Regions from separate parts of the Hordeum vulgare genome. Here region 2 is linked to region 1. Evidence: chromatin contacts called from public Hi-C data. All regions are on one chromosome and are shown on one strand. The core of a region is the stretch at or near the end of the contact, and the rest is flanking DNA. Distances in the headings are between cores, read along the strand shown.

The links. A called contact is a pair of places that touch in the nucleus more often than the background predicts.
Region 2: a contact with region 1 is called in a Hi-C map of leaf, with 3 times the contacts expected there. The contact joins the enhancer-like site here to the promoter of LOC123410479 in region 1. A contact is called at or near these places in 2 of 6 Hi-C or Micro-C datasets (leaf and seedling).

The regions. Positions count from the first base shown.
Region 1 is chr7H:161,731,615-161,739,380 of MorexV3_pseudomolecules_assembly, reverse strand. LOC123410479 (tricin synthase 1-like) reads left to right here and starts at 4,246. Exons shown (of 2, transcript XM_045103426.1): 1 at 4,246-4,550; 2 at 4,672-5,490. The coding sequence starts at 4,378. The coding sequence ends at 5,242.
Region 2 is chr7H:162,193,557-162,201,322 of MorexV3_pseudomolecules_assembly, reverse strand. No RefSeq gene overlaps it. Among protein-coding and RNA genes, the nearest start is that of LOC123414458, 28 kb to the left of the region's middle. Within about 2 kb of position 4,157, at least 1 of the 3 cell types and tissues checked has open chromatin away from gene starts, as enhancers often do. A contact at or near this core is called in leaf, where this site is marked.

The DNA.
Region 1 (7,766 bases), core at 2,997-5,496:
CCCCTCCTCCTATATATATAGAGGGATAGTGATGGCATGACCACCCCAAAGGCATAGGTGCAACCCTACCTCTCTCCCTAGATCGATTTCTCCTCTCAATCGCGTGTGTGGTAGCGCTTGGTGAAGCCCTGCTGAGATCGCACGACCACCACCACCATGCCATTGTGTTGCCGGAGAACTCATCTAGCACTTCAGCCAGGCTCTCTAGATCAAGTTGGTGAAGGTTTCATCGGGTTGTACGTGTGCGGAGCGCGGAGGTGTCGGTCGTTCGGCATTTGATCGGAACGTTCTTGATTGGATCGCGGAATTGATCGTGATTGGATTGCGAAGACGTTCGACTACATCAACCGCGTTTCTTAATGCTTCTGCTTAGTGATCTACAAGGTTATGTACATGCACTCCTCCTCTCGTAGATGTTGATCTCCATAAATTGATATTGGTGATCGTAGGAAAAAATTTGTTTCGCATGCGACGTTCCCTAACATTAGGGAAGTTGGATATCTTTTAAAATGTCCTTTTGTGGTTCTTATTTTATTTGATCTTGCTACTCTATATGAGATTTGGTGAATATATTCCAATGTATCACAAAAATCATTGATGAAAGTAACAAAAAAATCTGCACGGACAAGATGGGACCGAAGATGCAACCGCACGTTGGGCGACCAACCGGTGCAAACACATATTCGAACAAACACGGACCCATTCCCACTTTCAAACAAAAAAAAACCGGACAAAACACACTTTTGTTTAGGATCATGCGTTGGAGTTGTCCTTAGAGCATCTACATTCGAACGCCTCAAACGACCCTCATACGTTCACGAACGCGCCGAGTCAGTAATCGAGTAGGAAAGAGAAGGAAAAAACATGATCCAACCGGACCCCTCGTATCATTCCTATAAGCGCGGGTTGTCCGCGAACCCATATCCATCTCAAATATAAGGAGGATATGAGGGCTCATGGACGCATCCGGTCAGCCCGTCACGTAGGACACGACCCCATCCCGGATCACTTTTTCTTTTTCTTTATTCACTTTTTCTTTCTCTTTCTTCATCTCCATCAATCACGTGCAAGTGACCGGGCATATGAGGAGGAAAATAAAGAGTATGGATGCGTAGACAAATAAATTGAGGACACGCTCGATTATTGACCGAACATTTAAAGGGTCATATCTGCTATGTCTTGCTCTAGATGCTCTTAGAGCAACTCCAACGCGAATGACGCTTTTGTCCGTTTTTTGTTTGTTTGGATCGGCCATCCGCTCGGCATCTGTCCTGTTTAACATTTGGGCTGGCAGTGGGCCCAACGCATGCGACCCATATTTGTCGGCGTTGCCGACTGGTTGCCCTTTTTCAACAAATATGCACACATTTTGCATTACTTGACATGGAGACATATAGAAAAATAACATAGTTTCACAACAAAAAAAATCATAGTTTTCAAATAAATAAGTACAAATTTACCAACCAAATAATAATTTAAATTATCTCAAATACATATGAAAAAGATACATATATTGGTTGACAACATGAGCCCACATATGTTCAACCAAATCATTTTGCATCTGCATGTGAGTTTTTCAACTACCTATTTCGTAATAAAATTGGGCAAACTGTTCAAAAGTTACCGCTCCTCCATGCTCAGACACAACATTCTCACTTTAAAATTAAAATTCTCGATTGTAGATACATTTGGGACGCTCATTTTCTACAATCATATTATGCATAATAACACAAGTTGTCATCACCTCCCACAGCTTCTTGATGCTTCAAGTCCTAGCAGGGTTCCGAACGATGCCCCATCGGGATTGCAAAACACCAAAGGCATGCTTGACGTCCTTCCTAGCATACTCTTGCTCTTGGTCAAATCTTTCCCTCTTCTCTCTGATAGGATCGGGGATTGTTTTCATAGTAGTGGTCCACTAAAGATAGATACCGTCATCTAGGTAGTATCCTTGTTCGTAGTTGTGCTCGTTGACGATAACATTCACCGATGGCTGTTGCCTTCTGCAAGCCTTGCAAACACCCGCGAGCATTGAAGCACGTTGATATCATTATGTGATCCGGCCATGTCGAAGAGAGAGTGACAGATCCAGAGATCTTGTGAGGCCACGGTCTCAAATATGACAGTGCAAGCCGTGACATGACCCTTATACCGCCCTTGCCAAGTGGTAGGCCAATTTTTCCACTCCGAGTGCATGCAGTCTATGCTGTCAAGCATCCGTGGGAAGCCCCCGGTGGCATTCATCGCCAACAAGCGGGATGTATCTCAAGGAGTCGGCTCTCTCAATTACTCAGAGTCAAACACACAAATCACACCCTTGCAAAATCTGTACATGAACTCTAGCCATGTAGACTCGCTCATACGGACGTACTCGTCAATGAGATTACCGGGCACTCCGTATGCAAGCATCCGGATGGCTGCAATGCATTTCTGATAAGATGGGAAGCCAATATTTCCAAGGGCGTCCTCTTTACACTCGAAATAGTTATTGCATCCGACCACCCCCTCTCTAATACGGTTGAAAATATGCCTAGCCACACGGAAAACGCCGCCGCAATTTCTGATGTTTGAACAGCGGGTTGGTTGTGTCAAAGTAGTCCTTTCAAAGAAAGAAATGACCACTCTCTCGGTTACGATTCAATGTCGAAAAGTGTCCAGGCTATTAAGGTGGTGATGGACCAACACGACGGCCAAGATCTCCTCCTCATCACCGGACGAGGAATCGTCGAAGTCACAAAGAAATTGTGGAAAAAGAACCCGTCGACAGGATCCATTTTATACCTCGGCAAACTGTCGAACAGATTGCAGGCGTCGTCGAAGAAGTTGGTCGCGCGTGTCGTCTCGTGTTCGCGTCGATGCAAATCAAGCTAAATAATGAGCCGGAAATGAATCGGTAGACGGAGGAAAAGCAAACACGTGCCAGTTTGGATACTTTTCTGTCCGTCACGATGCAAACAGACACGCAAGGATAAAATGAATCAGCCAATTGGAGTTGCTCTTGGAGCTCCCATCATAGCATAGCAGTTAGTCCGGAGCGGTTGCAACCGACGTGGGCACGATCGTCCGTTCGTCCCGTCCTCTGGCTTGCTTCCGCACGCGACGGACCCGTCCTCGCCGACAAACGTTGCGTGCAGAAGCCGGTGATCTTGTTCTCTACCGGCGCGAGGCACATCATTGCAGTTCGCCGAACGCCGATCGGTGGTTTCCTCGCGCCAACTTAATCTCGTCGACTCGATGGGATGGCTCTACTTTACTTATTAGCCTTGCACTCTGCTCGAAGGCTACAGTATTTCGACCAAGACACGTATAGCGCTCCGGTGGAGGCAGAGGGGTCCTGCTCGATTTACTCGCTGGCCCCGTGATGCATCTGCCCAATAATCAATTCTGTCCGCAAGCAGCACGCCAAACTTCATCGGAAAAAGAAAAGCAGCACGCCAAAGCGCCTCCTTAAATCGGAGATTTTTCACCAACCGCCAGCCAGGGGGTGATCACCGCGCTGACAGCCAAAGCGCGGTGGGGCGGCATGTGGTGGGGGTTGGGGTTGGGGGTGGGGTGGGGGTGGGTGGAAAACTCGAAAGCATGATTAGCGACTGAAGCTTCGTGCTCAGGTCCTGTTTCTTTAAAAAGCCGAAGGACTTTTTTTTGTCTCAACTAAAAAGTCTCTAGTTCCTATCTGTTTCTTTCCAAGAACTAAATATGGACTAGAGGTCATTAAATAACATGAAAAAAACCATGTTATCCCTAGTAATATAATAGAAGTTATTAAATGACATGCTAAAAGTAGAGGCATTGTTGGAAAAAGAGTCAAAAAAGTCCCAAAAAGTCTCTCCCATAGGGACTTCTTACTTTAGTTCCAAATACCCATTTTAGTTCCTAGAAGTCCCTCCTGTTTCTTTCACATAAGACTAAAAGGAACTTTTTTAGTCCCTACATCAAAAAAATCTCTGGAAAGAAACACCCCCTCAGTCCCTCAGTCGTTGATGGACGCTCTCCCAATTTTCCTAATCAAAATTGCATCCACGATCGATACACAGCGGAGCAGGTAGGTGGCGGTAGGAATCTGATCGTGATGGATCATCGCCATACGTGCATGTGGCATGGGCTAGCACGATTGGAGGGGCCGGCACGCCAGACAAAGAATAATTAAAGCAAGAGAAAAAATACTGTGCTAAAGCTGGTAGTGGTCGATGGTTTCCTCTTTTTACAAGGCGAGTGGGCGTATTCTGGTAGGTGGATCCATGGACACCAACCCCGCCAGCGGCCGGTGGATAAATACAGGCACGTCGAGGCTGTGGGTGGACAGACACTCGATCCAACTCATTCCCCTACCCTGCTACCCAGGCACCACCAACCCAGGCAGAGCTAGCGACCAGAGCCATGGCGCCCAGCGGAGACAACACCGTGGCCAACGTCCACAGCGGCATCGACAGCACCAACAAGACGCTGCTCAAGAGCGACGCCCTCTACACCTACATCCTCGACACCACCGTGTTCCCCCGCGAGCACGAGTGCATGCGCGACCTGCGCCTCATCACCGACAAGCACCCCTGGTACGTACAGTATCATCTTCTTCCTCTGCATGCACGCTCCCACGTCCATCTCGATTGATCGATGTTACTAGCTAGTTACTTGTGGTTGCTGATAGATCTGGCTCTGATTCTTTGGATTCAGGGGTTACATGCAGTCGTCCTCGGACGAGGCGCAGCTGCTGGGGATGCTGATCAAGATGGCAGGGGCCAAGAAGACGATCGAGGTGGGCGTGTTCACGGGCTACTCGCTGCTGGCCACCGCGCTGGCGCTCCCCGAGGACGGCAAGATCGTGGCCATCGACACCGACCGTGAGTGCTACGAGGTGGGCCGCCCCTTCATCGAGAAGGCCGGCATGGCGCACAAGGTGGACTTCCGCGAGGGCACCGGCCTGGAGCGCCTGGAGGAGCTCCTCGCCGAGGACGATGGCGCGGCCAGCTACGACTTCGCGTTCGTGGACGCCGACAAGCCCAACTACGTGCGCTACCACGAGCAGCTGCTGCGGCTGGTGCGCGTCGGCGGCACCATCATCTACGACAACACGCTCTGGGGCGGCACGGTGGCGCTGCCGGCGGGCACGCCCTTGTCCGACCTCGACACCCGCTTCTCCGCCGCCCTCAGGGACCTCAACGCCAAGCTCGCCGCCGACCCGCGCATCGAGGTCTGCCAGCTCGCCATCGCCGACGGCGTCACCATCTGCCGCCGCGTCGTCTAGACGGGCGTCCGGTCAGGTCCGGCGTGAAGCATCGGGATCCGCCGTGCGTGGAGTCGATTTCGTTCCTTACCAGCCGCTTCCCTTAATCAATTGTATTATTTTTCCCTGCCAGCGCTGGCTAGCGTGAAGCATCTGATGGTTTCGAGTTTTCAATAATACTTTTTTGCTTTCGAAATTTGATGAGAGGAGAGGGAGGAGTGGTTCTACTTATGTACTGTACTCTTAAACTAAATATGGTGTTGCAATGACGAGGTCGCGTATATGGATGTCGTTGTCACCCGCCTCATTGTTAAGTTTATCTCACTTGCATTGTTAAATGCGAGAAGGTCAGACACGCCGGATGTACTGTAACGTATAGCGACATGAAGTGTTGATTTAAACAACATGCAGCGACGGGGACACCGCGACTTGTCTGGTCGATGTTGTGCGAGCTGTACAACCGCCATCCCAGGCGTCCGGTCAGTGACCAAAGGAAAAAAAGAGATCGAAATATCACTTTTGTACATGAACTTCCATATAAAAACAAATATAGATAAGATATAAGACTCGCCGACGTGTTTAATTAGTCCGGCGAGTCCAACGACCCACCTCAGATCTTTTTTTTCTTTTTCTTTATTCATTATTTTTTCTTTTTTCGCCTCCACCAACTCTATAAATGAGAAAATGAGAAATGCAGATATATGTACGCCTAAATAAAAGATTAAAATGAACACGCTTGATCACTAACCGAACACGTCCGTAGACGTTTAAAGAATCAGATTTGTTAAGATCAGTTATAGACGCTCTTAAACTCTATTTAAAGGATCAAATTTGTTAAGATCAGTTGTAGATGCTCTTAAACTCTATGTTAGAGCATCTACAATCGACTTTGCAAATCCTACCCTCTATATGTTTGGAGACGTGTTCGGACGCGTCTGCTAACAATGTGAGACTACTCTTATTTGGGTTGCCGCACATTCACACCGCACATTCACAAACTTTAAATGCGAATTGTCGAATCTATACAATCCATACACATCGATCATATGATACAAATCATTTCAATTCAACGGTTCAAAAGAAAACGATGAAGCAAAACAAATCATAGTTCCAAAATTTGTACATGCCAAAATAAGATTAAAGTGTGAGTGTGAAGATCACTCGTTGACTGGCGGAACCACTCATCGGACGCCATCCATGTCGCATGCTCCAAGGCCATCCTTGCGTCCTGATCCGCGTGCATCGTGGCTGCATTCATTGATGCTACAATAGACGCCCGCGCCGCCTAGTACTCCCTATGCTCATTGATCTCCTTCATCCTCACAAGTCACTTCTTTGGATGCTCATACAGGAGGCTTTCGTTCACCAGCATTATCTTCGCATCCTCCGTGTCCCGTATGATTTTCAACCTCTCATTCTCAAGCTCAACCTTTATAAATGTTTTGGCTTCTCGAGCTCCCATTTGATCGCCATCTCTTTCTTCTTCAACTCGATCTTGTCCCTCTCAATTTCTAGCTTCTTCTCCACCCTCTTCTAGTCCCAATTCATCCTCTGTTTTGCGCATCCAACATGAGCATGTACCTATCATATTTCTTGTTCTTCGTAACCGAAAAATATCCGCCCATGTGAAGGACATTTTTGTAGATGCGGCGGCACAGGAGGCCCTTGCCTTCTCCCACTTGTTTCACATCACATGTCGGTTATCATTTGGCATGGTGGTGCTTCCATTCTCCACTACAACATCTTGCTGTTCTTTGTCCAACCCAATTGATTGGTGGGAGCTTGAGCCATCATTACTCTTCTTACCAGCCTTGAGATCAACCCTAAGTTTTTTCCAATTTGCTTTGCCATTCAATATCACCAACAATGGCTAAATTGAAATTGCTTCTTCTCCGTTTCTTGATACATAGTGTCTGCCACCACCGTCTAGCAAACAAAATATGTATGGGCAGGAGAATGCAACAAAACAAGCATATGCAAATGACGACAGGATGAAGTAACTTAGCTTACGCGAGTTACCACTTCCATCCCACTTTGAGGGCACCCAAGCACTTGTGAATAGTAGCCTACGTCCTTGTTCACTTCCCCTTGAAGGATCCCCATTGATGTTGGAACATGCCACACTACGATTGGTGATGATAGGATGCTGCTCCACATATTGCACATGTTCATGATATTCCTTCCAAACCTACTCCCGACACTCATTCCTCTTTTGTTGTGTGTCGCGTATTGGATCTATGGTTGTGGTTGATACGTCTCCAACGTATCTAAAATTTATCAAGTACTCATGCCATGTTTGCAATAATTTTTTAGGGTTTCGGTACAGTTTTATTTGATTTTGATGGACTAACATATTAACCTAGTGCCCAGTGCGAGTTGTTCTTTTCTGCATGTTTTTGGTTTTCCAGAAAATCCATACCAAATGAAGTCCAAACGTGACGAAACTTTTTGATGATTTTTTTCTCGAAGGAAAGAGACCCGGGAAGCTTTGAGAAAGTAGAAGAAGATCCACAGGGTCCCCACAAGATAACATGGCACACCCTAG
Region 2 (7,766 bases), core at 2,908-5,407, 460 kb before region 1:
GAAGGCGTGATTTGCGACTTTGCGTAACTTGGTCGCTCTCAATCTATGGCCACTAGGACTGAAATATAATCCATAGGGTGCTAATTAGCGTGCAATGGAGCATGCAGTTTTCGACAAGGCACTTAGACCGGATTAGGCAACGTGGTTGTGTGCTTCATTTCTTGTCCTTTCCTTTTTTTTCTTTGCATGCAACGAAAAGCACATGCCATCTTCCCACTCACCCCGGAAAATCAACGGGCAAGAGAATAGAGAGGCGCATATCCATCCACATCCTTAAAATCGGGGGAGAGGCACTAATAGATTAGATACTAGGCTCCATAACTAAAATCAGGGGGAGATTAGGATTGCGCTCGCATGCCTATCGCGCGTTGCGACGCAAGCACATGTAGAAGTTTTTTTTGTATAATGCATAAAGCTAATTAATAAGAAGGGCAGACATGCTGGCAGCTACATCAGACTTGAGTGGGATGGGCACGACTGATGAGTAAAAGGTCGCATCGCCTTGGCGGCCGGCCTGGCGTGACAATGTGCACTCCTTGGCACTAGAAATCGGCCTCGGGTGAGCAGCCGACGATGAAGGTTTATTCCTCCTCGTAGCACCACACCATTGTGCCTGAGGTTATCCAACCCACATACAAATGTTTCAGCTACGTGGCTGACACTAATAGAGGCTTGCATTCCCTTTTGCACCTCCCGGGCAGATCCAGCTTACCAGGATACTAGACCAATGTGGTGACTCGATGCTGAGGCGCCGACATGAGAGGTTGTTAGAGGGAGAAGTACGCATGCCATGTCATGGCAAGGAGAGGAGGGGGTTGGCGACGCCATGGATGGGAGCGGAGGTGGTGGGGAGAGGAGTGGGCAGGCTTCGAGATGGCATGGAGGGGAGGCGCCTGGGAGAGATGGCAGCGACAACGCTGTGACGGGGAGATAAGATGCGACAACAATCGGTGGCTTGTTGGTTGTGCAGGAAGAGTAAAAGGCGGTAGTGTGGTGCGTGAGTGAGAGGAGTGACTATTTTTTTCCCGTCAAGAAAAGTAGAAAGGAGGAGTTTCTATACGTTGACATCAATGACACATAGCATAACAAGCCATTTATAGGAAAAATACCAACCAAATGATCTATAGGTAGCCTACAATTTAAAACTCACCAAAATTAGGATGCAACTTACATTGTGCCATCCAATGAAGCTAAAAACAACATTTCTCATATTATACAGAAATATCTTAAAAGAACGTAGTTTGTAAGAGATAATTAGTTGGATCATTGAAATGAATTTCAATTACTTCTCGATTATTACATGCTATAATTTATATGCATGCAAATTTTAACATGCATTATGAATATATGATTATGTGTGTAACTGATAAAAATATATTCATGACATGTGCAAAGGTCGGGCATTATACTAGTTTAATATAGTTACCAGCTTGATTATGATAAATTATCACCATGGCACGATGCAAGTTGATCAACTTGCTAGGTCGTAGCAAAAACATTAATATTGATGTAGTTACATAGGTTGTAGTTCGAACAACCAACATAATGTTGCCGGTAAAAACATATGAACAATATGAGGAACAATATAACTTTTTATGTGAAAAAAAGAATCATCAAAACATACCATCATGGAATCTAGTTTCGAATGTCCACTCATGATGATATGTGAAAAGATTTTTAAATCAGATCAAAACATTTTGTATTTTGAGTTTCAATGAAATCTTTGCTAACATCAACAATTTCTCAGTTACATCCTGCATTCGTCATCCACATAATGGCCAAAAGTTCAAGGAATCAGGTTTGATGTTACACATTTGTCATGCGTAATGCCTCTCGGATCAATATGTGATGTGAACATAACGAAGCATAAAACACACTTACTAGAAAACAGTATTGAAATAGGAATTGAGTATAACAATACCCGGTTCCAATACAAAGGCAACCATCAATATCTATTCAATAAAACATTCCATGAGGCCACGCCGCCCATGTCACTATCGTCAAGATAGAGGCAACCTCAAAATTCATTAGATGCCTGGCATCTCCGTTTAGCTTGGCCTTGAAGGAACAAGTGTCTTCAATGTGACCGTTTGCGCCTCTCTCACCAACCATGAACTTCAAATGCAACATAGTATTTACCGTAACAACAATCACAAACCTCCTTGCGCCACACCAGTCACTAGCGGAGCCATGAAAAAGCTGGAATTCATGTTCCTCCACAACACAAACGATGGAACTGAGGGATAGATGAAAGACACCGTGCGGTTCTGATATGATAACTTCTACAATGGCCGCAACTGCATAACTAACAAGTGCAGCAGACATCTCAACTGTGGCACAATCACCGTTGATGGGAATTTCAGTTGGTTCCCATGGCATTAATAGTCCACGAAATTCCGACATTCCATCAATCAACTGTGTGTCATCTCCTTCGTTTTCTCCGTTCTCGATCCTCATGTCAAGCTCAAGTAGAACATCACAGTAAAATGCAATGCCTCTCTTAGGTCCGGTCATTTCAATCAAAGAACCCTGTAAAACTATTGTTGTTAGTACTTCATACAACAAAAAAACTGAAGTTAAATACTTATCTTGCAAATGATGCCAACAGATCAAGAAACAAGCAAATTAGTAGTTTTTCACAAACTCAAAACGTTCGCTAAACAGACCATAGTAAAAAAAAACGCACTCAGGTCTAAAATATCCATCAGATTATTAGACGTTCTCGCTTTACGTGGTGGTTCTCTGCGCATCAGGAAAATGCAGACCCATGAGGCACTAACTTATATGAAATGTAATTTAGCTAATTACCCCCTTGACCCTCAGGGGTCGTAACATCCACTGTTCTCTCATGTTCAATCCAGAGGATGTAGGATTGCAGGGTATGAATAGGGTGGGCATAACAAGCTAATCCGGTCTTTGGTTCTTCAGTTGCATTATAGACCTGGTATAATACGAAATCACTAGTTAGCGAATACACCTTCTAACGATTACTTTCATCTTCACAGGTTGTGACAAGTGACGCATTACATGCGTGCCACTTGTCGCAACGTGGGAGTTTTTCCTATTTTTCGTAGATTCGTATTTTCAATACGTTTTGTCTCCTAAACCGTGCGTTCAAATCTCGAACCGTTTTCACCATTGGCTTCTTGCGTCGAGATCTTCAAAACTAGATCCCATGTTGATAGGTTTTGACGAACTTTTTTTTCATAAAAAAACCGGAAGAAAAAAACGGACAAAAAAACCATGCCTCACGTGATAGAAAAAAACCGGACAAAAAAACCATGCCTCTCGTGAAGGAAAAACCGTGTCTCTTGCGAAAGCAAAACCGTGCCTCTCATGGATAAAAGAGAGAGCAAAAAACGCGTTTTTCCCTTTTCACGAGATGCACGGGCGTGCCTCTCGGAAAGGCAAAACCGTGCCTTTCGCGGAAGCAAAACTGTGGAGCTCGCAAAAAAGAAAAACAGAAAACGCGTTTTTCTCCTTTCGGGAGAGGCAAGGGCGTGCCTCTCGCGAAGGCAAAATGGTGCCTTTCGCGGAAGCAAAACCGTGCCTCTCGTAAAAAAACAGAAAACGCTTTTTTCCTTTCCGAAAGGCACGGACATGCCCCTTGCGAAGGCAAAATCGTGTCTTTCGTGAAAAAAAACCGTGTCTCTCGCAAAAAATTGAAAATGTGTTTTTTTCCTTTCCGAGAGGCACGGCCGTGCCTCTCGCGAAGGCAAAACCGCGTCTCTCGCAGAAAAAAACAAAAAACGAGTTTTCGGCGTAAAAAAACAAAAAATGCTTTTTTCGTGATTTTTTTTCGTCCAAAAGTTACGAAAGACCGGTGAAAAACCATAACACAAAAAATTCGAAAAAAACCACTCAAAAAAGGAGAAAACGCGTGCGAAAAAATAATGAATAAAACAAAATCCAAAGAGAACGCTCAGAGCACGACACGTAGCGACGGCTGGAAACGCGCCAACTGACAGCGCGCGAGAGCGATCGCTGGAAGGCTCGCGAGGGAGCGCTCGCTAACTAGTTGCTCTCGGTATAATATTGCTCACCTCGGTCCTACAACGAGGTTACTCAATTAAACTGAAGTAACAACCTCTATGGGCCATACCACCTAACTCCGTAACTCCCCAAGGCCCAAGTAAATGCTGCCAGGTCCCAACCCAAGGGAGCTCCTAATCGACACTTCAAGCGCCGGTTCGGGCAACTCACGCCTACAACGCCCAGAAACGGGCCGCGACCCACTAAGTAAATCCACTACCGTTCGTTTTTGCTAGGCTTGTTGATTTTTTAATGGATGTGGTGTATTATTAGTTCAGGAAAAAGACCGTTTTTGTTTTTTTACAATTTTGAATATATTTTGTAAATTAAAAAGTTCATAGATTTATTAAAAACAAATCACAAATTTAAAGAAAGTTTATTAGAATTTGAAAAAAGTTCATCAAATCCGAAAAAACGTTCATCGTACTTTAATAAACCTTCACCGATTTTTAAAAAAGTTCATCAAATTTGATAAAAGTTCATCATTTTTTGAAAAACGTTGACCGATTTTTTTTTGAAAAGTTCATCGATTCCGAAAAAATGTTCATCTTATTTTAAAAAACGTTCACCGATTTTTTAAATTTTTTTATAAAATTTGATAAAAGTTCATCATTTTTTGGAAAAACATTCACCGATTTTAAAAAAAAGTTCATCGATTACACAAAAATCTTCATCATATTTTTCAAAACGTTCGCTGATTTTTAGAAAAAGTTCACCAAATTTGATAAAAGGTCATATTTTTTGAAAAACGTTCACTTATTTAAAAAAATCATCGAATTTTATTAAAAGTTCATCATTTTTTTTAGAAAAAATTCATCAAATTTGAAAAGGTTCATAGATGTTGGAAAAAAAGTCACCTATTTTGAAAAATAGTTCATCAAATTTGATAAAAATTCATCATTTTTTAAACAAGTTCATCGAATTTGAAAAAAGTTCACAAATTGAAAAATAGTTCATCAGTTTTTAAAAAAGTTCATCCAATATAAAAAAGGGTCATCATAATTTAAAAAAATCATCAATATTCAAAAAAGTTCATAGAATATCCATAAAAAATTCGTAAAATTCTGAAAAGGGTTCATTGATTTGGAAAAATATTTGTTCGTTTGGAAAAAAAGTTAAACAGAAAATGGGTGTGTTTTTTTTAAAAAAAATGTAAAAAATATAAGAAAATTAATATGAAAATGAAAAAGTAATACAAATAGTAAAGAAAAAAAAACCCGAAGAAAAACCAGTCCTGAAAACTAAATAAAAAAACCCATCTAAAAAACTTTCGGAACCTTCACAAAACCGAAACCCCCTCCTCCCTGATGGGCCGGCCCATGACCGAATGCTGCAGGCATCGGTTAAGCAGAATGCACTTTAACCCTACAAGGTAGCAGCCACGCTTCGACTCATCTTCCTGAAGGCAACTCAGCAGCGAGAACTGGCAGTTATGACCTGCGAGTCTGCCATGCAATGGACGCCAGCAAGAACAGACTAATTCTTCAAGTCGAAGGCTATTTTGAAGGGGTGGAACTGGGCCACTCCAGGCACAGTAACAGGGATAGCACAACAAAACCTTAAGCTTTCCGGTACTCCTGCTGTTATGACCACCAACACAGTAATCCGTCTGTTACTTTTACCCCATGGGCTATATAACACTATCCAAGCATCTATTACTGGAAGAATATTAGGAGCTTGTAGTATGCCATCAGAAGTACTCCCTCCCTGAAATGTATGGCGCACTTGATTCTTGCAGTCTTCAATGTACGAGATTGAAAAAGATTTTTGCTCATAATATGTCTGTAAAGTTAGTGTAAGGAAATATAGCATAAAAATAATTTTTAAGATAAATGAAAGATGCCATTCAAGTATGTCCTTTTCATGTATGTTGGTATATATTACCGGTCAAAGTCAGAATCGAAGATAGTGAAAAGTTAAGCATGCCTTGACATTGGGAAAAGGGAGTACATCGATTTCGATCTCATTATTTACTGGATGTAATGTACAATGGATGCAGATAAGTATTGATATTCACCTGTTGTACGATGATGGGATCTTCTCTGCTCCGATTGAAAATATAATTAAGCCTTAAGTCATATTCATCTCGTGCCGCAATGTATCCATATAACTGTATTGAACCACTGTTGATAGGAGATATAGCTAACTTTAAGGAGAAAATATGCATCATCTCACGTGTCATATTATCCCAAGATGCTGGCTCCAGCTAAGCTTCACCAAGGATATTATATAGCTGTTGTTAGTTAACATGCAACTGATAAATGAATACTATAAGTAACTTACGTTGTGTAGCACATATTTAAGGGCCTGCAAATAGGTAAGAACGGCCTATTCAAATCCATGCGCAAACTATGTGGGTAGGTATGAGTATGAAATAACACCCAAAGAATTCAGGTATGGGCAGATAATACTAACTTAAAAACAGTTTATCCACACCCAATTTACCCACATAAACTTCACTTATGAAGTAACTAAGCCATAAGGAGGGGCTGGGAAGGGGCTAGTATCAGAGCCAACTACTGCTTTGCCATCAATTGCTATCCTATGGGTTTGTGCCATGACCATCATGCCTTCAACCATAGTGAAGAAAGAGGGAAAACCTTCGGCAGCAGTGATGAGGTGTCTATCAACAGTAGTGGCCAACAACATCTTTGTGCAAACTGCAATGAGCGGTATGCATGTCATCGCTGCACGCAGCAATTCGACATCGAGGTGGATGACTTTAACGACAACAACGTTATTAGTGTGGCACCCTCTTGCCGTGTCAGCCTTTTTTTTGCCGGGGCAGTTCAGCCTCTGAAAGCACAGTTGCTTCCTAAGATGGTTTTGGTAATTAATTACAACATATGCATCATCCGACTAATGAATTTATCCAAGTACATTTCAGAAAAGTTCAAAGATGCTTTGGCTATAAGATTGTGTGGAGATGCCCCTTTGATGCAAGGAAGGAATAAGATCGACAAAAGCTTTGAGCAAGAAGACTCTGTTGGGGAACGTCGCATGGGAAACAAAAATTTCCTACACACACGCAATATCTATCCATGGTGGTGATGATCTATGAGAGAGGAGAGTGAATCTACATACCCTTGCTAAGCGGAAGCGTATATAACGCGGTTGATGTAGTGGAACATCTTCGCTATCCAAATCGCAGCCCGTCCCGCGATCTCATCACGATCTGTGCCGCGATCCCATCACGATCCATGCCGATCTAGTGCCGAACGGACGACACCTCCGCGTTCAGCACACGTACAACTCGATGACGATCCCCGCCTTCTTGATCCAGCAAGAGGGCCGGAGAGGTAGATGAGTTCTCCAGCACGACGGCGTGGTGGTGGTGGTTGTGAACTAATACAGTAGGGCTTCGCCTAAGCACCGCTTAACTAGACTAGAGGAGAAACAGATCTCGAGAGAAGTAGAGGGAGCACGTGACAATTAGGGTTAGCCCTCACCTCTAAGACCACTAGTATATATAGGAGGGAGGGAGGGGAGGAGGCAGCCTCAAACCCTCAAGGTTTAGAAAAAATTGGAGGTGGAGGAGTCCTACTCCAATCCTACTAGGAATAGGATTCCTCCTATCTACTTGGAAACCCTTTCCACCTTTTCCACCTTTGGGTTTCTTTCCTTCCCACCTCCAATCCGCCTTGGGCTTTAGTGGAGGCTTCGGCCAGACCACTAAGGGCTGGTCCACGTCCTCGCACAGCCCATGAGGCCCTTTGGGTTGGGTGGGCCCACTT